Regions from separate parts of the Nomascus leucogenys genome. Here region 2 is linked to region 1. A link is a contact called in public Hi-C data. All regions are on one chromosome and are shown on one strand. The core of a region is the stretch at or near the end of the contact, and the rest is flanking DNA. Distances in the headings are between cores, read along the strand shown.

The links. A called contact is a pair of places that touch in the nucleus more often than the background predicts.
Region 2: a Hi-C map of an unstated tissue shows a contact between it and region 1, with 4 times the contacts expected there. The contact joins two enhancer-like sites. A contact is called at or near these places in 3 of 4 Hi-C or Micro-C datasets (a lymphoblastoid cell line and an unstated tissue).

Annotation. Positions count from the first base shown.
Region 1 is chr12:106,011,048-106,014,703 of Asia_NLE_v1, reverse strand. The region is part of intron 2 of GNG12 (guanine nucleotide-binding protein G(I)/G(S)/G(O) subunit gamma-12); the gene reads right to left. Among named protein-coding and RNA genes, the nearest start is that of GADD45A, 60 kb to the left of the region's middle. Within about 2 kb of position 1,378, the one cell type or tissue checked has an H3K27ac peak away from gene starts, as active enhancers do. A contact at or near this core is called in a lymphoblastoid cell line, where this site is marked.
Region 2 is chr12:106,222,465-106,226,002 of Asia_NLE_v1, reverse strand. No RefSeq gene overlaps it. Among named protein-coding and RNA genes, the nearest start is that of SERBP1, 99 kb to the left of the region's middle. Within about 2 kb of position 1,787, the one cell type or tissue checked has an H3K27ac peak away from gene starts, as active enhancers do. A contact at or near this core is called in a lymphoblastoid cell line, where this site is marked.

The DNA.
Region 1 (3,656 bases), core at 129-2,628:
ACTGGGAAGATGTAACATGCTTTATAAAAAAATAACAATAATCTCTTGCATGCATTTTTCTCTTCAGTGAAACACAGGGGATATGAGTTCTTTAAAAGAAGTAGCAAGAAGGGCACAAAAAGCAGAAATCAGGGCTTGGCGGGACAAGAAGAGAGGGTGGAGGAAGAAGTGCAGCGTCTTTTGGGATGGCAGCTGTTTCATTTGCACCCTCTAAGAGTTCCTGGAATAATTAACATGCACTGCCATTCTTATTTTTCCAGTGGTGATTTCATCCAGTCCCTGCAGAAACTCAGAATTAAATGTCATGGTTTTGTGTTTTGGAAAGCAAAACTCTCGCCCAAACAAGGGAGTTCTGAACACTGCTGAGAGCATGTGAGATCCGAAAAGTCTGCAGAGTGCTAAATCATTAACATGCTGCTTTTGGAGGCAGGACTGCCCCTTTCTTTGCTATCACATTTCCTTCTATTTGATCCTGCCCTGTCCTGGTTTACGTTCTGTTTCTCCCACTCATTACCACGCATTCTTCCGTAACACATGTGAAGGCCAGAATAGCCTCTCCCTGTCGGTTGTGGCCAACTCAACACTTCCCTTACAAACTCTCCTTAAAAAAGAAAATCATCTCCCCTGGAGGGGAGAGGGGGGAACAACCAAACCCTCCACTTCTTCCTGAATAATGCAGGAGAATAAAGCAGAAGGTCTACAGACACTACTTACGGTGACTGCAAATAAAAAGGTGTCTAAGAAGAATAGTCTGCTAATTTAGTTTGGAGGGAGACAGATCTGGGTTTGCATCCCGCCTTCGCCATTTGCTCATGGTGAGACTACGGATACGTCGCTTAACCCTTCCCTAAACCTCCATTTTTTTCACCTGCAAAATGGAACTTTACATTAGGGTAAAATTATTATTTGAAGATAATAGTACTAGGAGTTTTAATAAAAAAGCCCTTCCAGGGCTGTAAAGGGAATTAAATGAGACGAAGCACATGGAGTGCCTGGAACACAGTAAGCACTCAATAAACGTTTGCTGCTACTGATGATGATGTAAATCCTTTGAGGAAGAATGTCATCCTCTTTCCCCCACTGCATATATAGTAACAAGGATTCAGTGCTTCTCAAAGCTAAAAGACAGTACCAGGAGGAAGGGTCTGGGTACAACCGTTTGCTGATTGCTGCCCCCAGGAAGCACATCTCAGAGGCAGCCTGCACAACACAGCAAAGGGCTTATTTTAGGAGCCTCCAATCAGGACAGACTGGTTGATCTGGATGCCTCACCTGGCAAGGCAGCCTCAGCCACACGCCCATCTCCACAGGCTATCGGCATTCCCAGTGGGATGCACCACAGCCCCAGACTGAGAATTTTACCCACAACTTGTTCCCCTCTCCTGATCTCCCTTCTCCCTTTTGGAGACCTCAAGGCTGGAGAGAAATGAAAAGCAACAGCTCTGCCTGAAAAATAAGGTAAGGACTCTGCCTCTCAGGTGCTGAGTCACTGGTTAGAACTGTCCCATCTACAGACTCTCCCAGAAAATTACACAAAAACACACAGTCGGGCTCCAGACCTTGGGCACTCTCACCAGGGTGTGCTTCAGAACTGAAACTCTGGGTACAGAAGGCACCCACTGCCCAGCCTGCCAACAACCTATCTTCCTTTAAACAACAAAAACGGAGCAGAAAGAGGAAAAAAGCCTGAACCTTTCCTAATAAGGTAATACCACATGCCATTTGCAGTTTCGAATTGCTTGGCACGCCAGGATCATATGACATTCACTGCAGCTACCGCTTCATGCTCGTGTGAGGCTCTCCAGGAAAAATGAGACCGTCTCTGGTGTGCCTCTGGGGGATTACAAACGAACAGGGAACATGTTCTGCCAGTGGAACCCCCATTTTCCTGATTCACCACACTTGCCTCCCGTCCCTCTTTCACACTGCTGCCTGCAGGCCTCTTGCTTTGTGGGTTCAGGCACTGTGAAGTTCTCAGGCTGCTTTGTGTGCAGGTTTTCTCTCTCCAACGAGGGCCACGCTTTTTGAGGGCAGAAACACTCCTTCATTTCTTTTGTTTCACCCTGCTATGCTCATCACAGCGTCGTTCACCCAGCAGCTACTCAATACATGCTTGATGACAGACTAGTGCTGAGAATTTTACAGATCAGTAGGTGATCATTTTATATCATTAGCCCCCAACTTACAAATCGGCAGGGTTTCAAAAGCTGGTTTCAAAGAAGGTATTTATGAAGCATATTTTCCCGTAGAAACAGTGTTATAACTGGGGCTTAGGTTTCCAGGCCCGCTTATTTCTCAGAATATCCTATACCTACTTCTATGCGTCTTACTGAGCTCTCTCATTTGCCCAGACTCACGTTAGACTGCCAGTATACGTGCAGGATAAACTCTAGTTCTTTCAGTTACAGCAATGCTGACTTGCACAAATTTCCTTTCCCACTTACTAGTTGTATTTTCATATTTCATGACACTATATGTAGCAGCAGGTAATAAATTACTCGTCATATACTTTAAAAATAACACTAACAGGTAAGGAGTTATTTTTGCTCCTCATTTAAAAAGATGCATGCGCTTTTGTTTTTCCTTTTACATTAAAATAGTTTTCAACAGCTTTTAACCTCAGTTATTATTTGGGCCACTCCAGACTTTCCCAACCATTTACACACATTCACCCCTCACCCGCCCACCCACACATCCACTCGTAGTCTACCAGGACTGCCCATTTACATGGATACACACACACACACACACACACACACACACACGTTTTAAAATGCATTCTGGGCCACTAAAAGTATTTACTAGCCATTATAGAAATGAATGACATTAGCTTTCAAAGTAAAAGCTATAGTTGTTCAACAGAGAGGCAGAATCTGTGAGCCGCTTCTCACTGCAGCATAGGGAGAATGTTTAGTGGTCTACCCCTGGGAATAATATTGTATCTGAAGAAAAAAGCTTTCAATGGCTCAGGGGGTAGGACAATCACCTTCAGTTGCCTGTCCCACAGTGAGGGTCTCTGTGCCCAGTCTCCTCCAGAGCCTCAAGAGTGGCAGCTCTGGGGGAACACTGTCCCCTGTCCAGGGTGGGGTCTTCAAACAGGCCAGGGTTGCTGTGTTTGGGGTCATGAGTACAAAAGTACATGCACACAAATGTCGACGGGTGTACTGCTTCTGGGATACTTAGGTAACCTGAAAAGCCATACCTCGGCCCTTATTCCCATTCAACAGCATCCTGAAAAGAAATCTAAGTGATTTTCCAGCATGCCTTGTGTCTCGAAGGCTGGTGGAAAGAGTTATCATGCAGACGCTCTAGAAGAGTCAAACCGAAACAGAACCCTCTCTCAAGACTGACGTGCTGAACACGTGTACTGAACGAGGTGAGCCTCTCCCCGTGTTCTGGAGTTCACAGCTGTCTTTCTAAGCTAAGTCGGCATTTAAGTGGCACAACAGAGATGCCAGGTTAATGGCTGTGAAGGATGACAAGTATCAGTATGGTTGTATTACATCGGTCTTTCAGCAAGAGTTATTACCAAGACATAAGAAACTGCAGTCTCTTCCCTGCCCCACAGCACCTCAGTTACTCAATATGGCCCATCCTCCATTGATTACACTGACCCTTTAATGAGAAGTTCTGATAACCATATTCTCGTTAGCAGG
Region 2 (3,538 bases), core at 538-3,037, 210 kb before region 1:
AAGAAACACATTTGACTTTATTTAAAATATTATGTATTTTCTCTTTTTTATTTCTTTTCCCTATTTACAATAAAGCTTACTTGCAAAATTAAGAAATACATTTGAATGAGTAGTCCACTTGGTAAAACATTTATATTTCCTTCTTAATTTCTTTGTAAAAGTCTACTCTTAAACACTACTATTTAGGGATAAGTGAGAAAAGAAAATTGCAGGACAGAATGCACAGAAAGATCTATTTATCTATCTATATAAAAGCTGGAAGAATACACTCCCATACTGTTAACAGCGGCTACCTCTAGGGAAAGGGTGAAGACATATTTGAAAAAAATGGGGCTTTTACCTTTTCTTTTCTTTCGTTCTTTTTTTTTTGAGACAGAGTCTCGCTCTGTCGCCCAGGCTGGAGTGCAGTGGCACAATCTCAGCTCACTGCCAGCTCCGCCTCCCAGGTTCATGCCATTCTCCTGCCTCAGCCTCTCCGAGTAGCTGGGACTACAGGTGCCCGCCACCACGCCCGGCTAAGTTTTTGTATTAGTAGAGACGGGGTTTCACCGTGTTAGCCAGGATGGTCTCCATCTCCTGACCTCATGATTCACCTGACACGGCCTCCCAAAGAGCTAGGATTACAGGTGTGAGCCACTACACCCGGCTTTTTTTTTTTTTTTGGTTTGTTTTTTGAGACAGAGTTTCATTCTTATTGCCTGGGTTGGAGTGCAATGGCGTGATCTTGGCTCACCGCAACCTCCGCCTCCCAGGTTCAAGAGATTCTCCTGCCTCAGCTTCCCGAGTAGCTGGGATTACAGGCATGTGCCACCACACCCAGCTAATTTTATATTTTTAGTAGAGATGGGGTTTCTCTATGTTAGGCTGGTCTCAAACTTCTGACCTCAGGTGATTCGCCTGTCTTGGCCCCCCAAAGTGCAGGGATTACAAGCGTGAGCCACTGTGCCTGGCCTTACCTGTTATTTTCTGTACTCCTATATCATTTGCATTTTTTAAAAACAAGAACGCACTTCTTTTCCCATTAAAAAAAGAACCATAATATTTTTTCATGACCCTGTCCCAGAAAACTCTTCTGTACTCACATGGCTAACTCAAACACTGTGACGCGCACTGCTGAGGCAGCTAGTTGTCTCCCTTTTTGAAAGAAAATTAAAAGGAAGAGGAAAGTCCATATTTATTCTCCTTTGTACGCTTGTAGAGGTCATCTAATCGGAAGTGTTCCAAGCTGCTTTAAAGCCCTTCTCCTCTTTAAAGTGGTTTACAAACATTAGCTCAGCACCCTTCAGGGCCTCATAGTGGGGCGGGCTCATATAAGAGGCTAGTGAGTCATAAGGAAGTGGCAGCTGTGAATGCCATGTCAGTGGTCCTAATAACACCCCTAACACGTGTCTCTGGCTGTCCTGTGCTCAAAGGGCTTTCTCCTGCATTATCTGGTGTAACCCTTCTATGACCCTTGGGAGGTCAGATCAGTACTGCTATTCCTATATTATATAACAGATGGAGGAATCTATAATCTAGGTTCTGGAAAGTGAAATGATAAGCCCAAGATGGGGAAGCCAGTCAGCAGGAGGGTTTCACGTCACTTACATGTCAATTACTGCACAGCAGAGAGGATCACTAATGTCAAACCTCATATAACATAACTTTGACATTGGGGAGGTAGGAGAGGGAGAAGAGCAAACCGTCCTTCTGCCTAATCTGCCCCTATTTTTCTTTCCTCCCTTCTTTCTTTCTATCCTCCCTCCTTCATTCCCTCTCTGCTTCTACGGACCCTATTAGAGAAGTAAACACATCATCACAATTCAGCGGCCAAGTTTTATGCAAATTTAAGTTACGCCACAGATTTGAAGCAATGTGCCAAAATATATTAATCAAGTCTCATTTATATGCAAATATTGAAGAAACGAGAAGCTTCTCACGCTGTAAATTCGTCAAGCGTCACTCCAGTTCAACACAGGAAGGCGGAGTGACTTGCAGGTGGTGTTCACACTTTTGCCACACGGGGACGCCACCACCGTTGGTAGCCGGACATGCCGGCACTCCCTCAGGGTGGAGCATGGGAGCATTGCATAATACAAAGTTTCACTCACCCTCATCACTCAGCTTGAAATGACCATTAACACAGTTTTCTCTCCCATTAAACTAAATTCCTCAAAGGCAAGCTCAGGCTTATGCTTTTAAACCCCATCTCCTAGACCAGTGTCTGGTATATAGTAACTTACCATTAAGATCTTTTTCTCTTAAAAGTATTCTTTTTTTCTTTTCTTTTTCTTTTTTAAGACAGAGTCTTACTGTGTGGCCCAGGCTGGAGTACAGTGGCGCGATCTCGGCTCCCTGCAACTTCTGCTTCCTGGGCTCAAGCGATTCTTGGGCCTCAGCCTTCCAAAGTGCTGGGATTACAGGCGTGAGCCACTGTGCCCAGCCTTGAAAAGTATTCTTAACACAAAAAATTTCAAATATATCCCAAAGTACAGAGTACAATATAATGAATCCCCTTGTACTCATTATCCAGCTTCAACACCTATCAACTCATGGTCAATCATCTGTCCTCTATATCCCCAATTTCTTAGAATTAAATAACAAATGTAAATATTTTGGCGTACGACATTGTAAAAAAGAAAAGAAAAGAAATGTAATTGCTAGGCCTCTCTCACTGACTTTAAAATACCTGGGTGGGTGGCGGTGGGCAGAGTGGAGAGAAGGAGAATTTTTCTAGAGGTTGGAGCCTTTTGTGGAACAATTTCCTGTAATGGGAAAAATGGAGACGGGTAAGAGGAAGGAATAATGATTATTATGTGCCAAGTGTTGTGCATTATTATTTAATTTCCCCTTTCTGGGAGATACAGGTATGACATACCCATTTTAAAGATAAGGCTCAGAGATGTCGAGTGCTGTATCTTCCGCTGTGTGTGGCTTCAAGGTTTGTATTCTCCACCCTCTGATAGGATGAAGTTGCAATGCACATCAAACCAAATCCACCCATGGTACGAGGCTTTCCCTCCCGCCCATTACCTAAATCCAGCTTCATTCATAGGGCCTTGGGGGACAAGCCCCTGAGAGTTACTCCAACCCTTTGGAGAAGGAAGGGTTTCCATGCCCAGAGTGTCAAAGGGGAATTCAGTTTCTTATTAGACAGAGCTCATTTCCTCCTGTTGCTTGTCCTGAGAAAATGACTGCCTGGAGTCCCAGAGAATTTGTAAGTAAATCTGCAGGCCAAGAGCGGTGGCTGCCACCTGTAATCTCAGCAATCTGGGAGACTGAAGCAGGAGGATTGCTTTTGTCAAGGAGTTTGAGACCAGCCTGAAAAAACACGGCAAGACCTGTCTCTACAAAAAAAAAAAAAAAAAAGAAAAAAAATTAGCTGGGCGTGGTGACACACACCTGTAGTCCCAGCTGCTCGGGAGACTGAGGCGTGAGAACTGCTTGAGCCTGGGAGTTTGAGGCTGCAGTGAGCCATGATCATGCCACTGCACTCATCCTGGGTGACAGAGTGAGACCCTGTCTCTAAATAAATAAATAAATAAATAAATAAAAATTT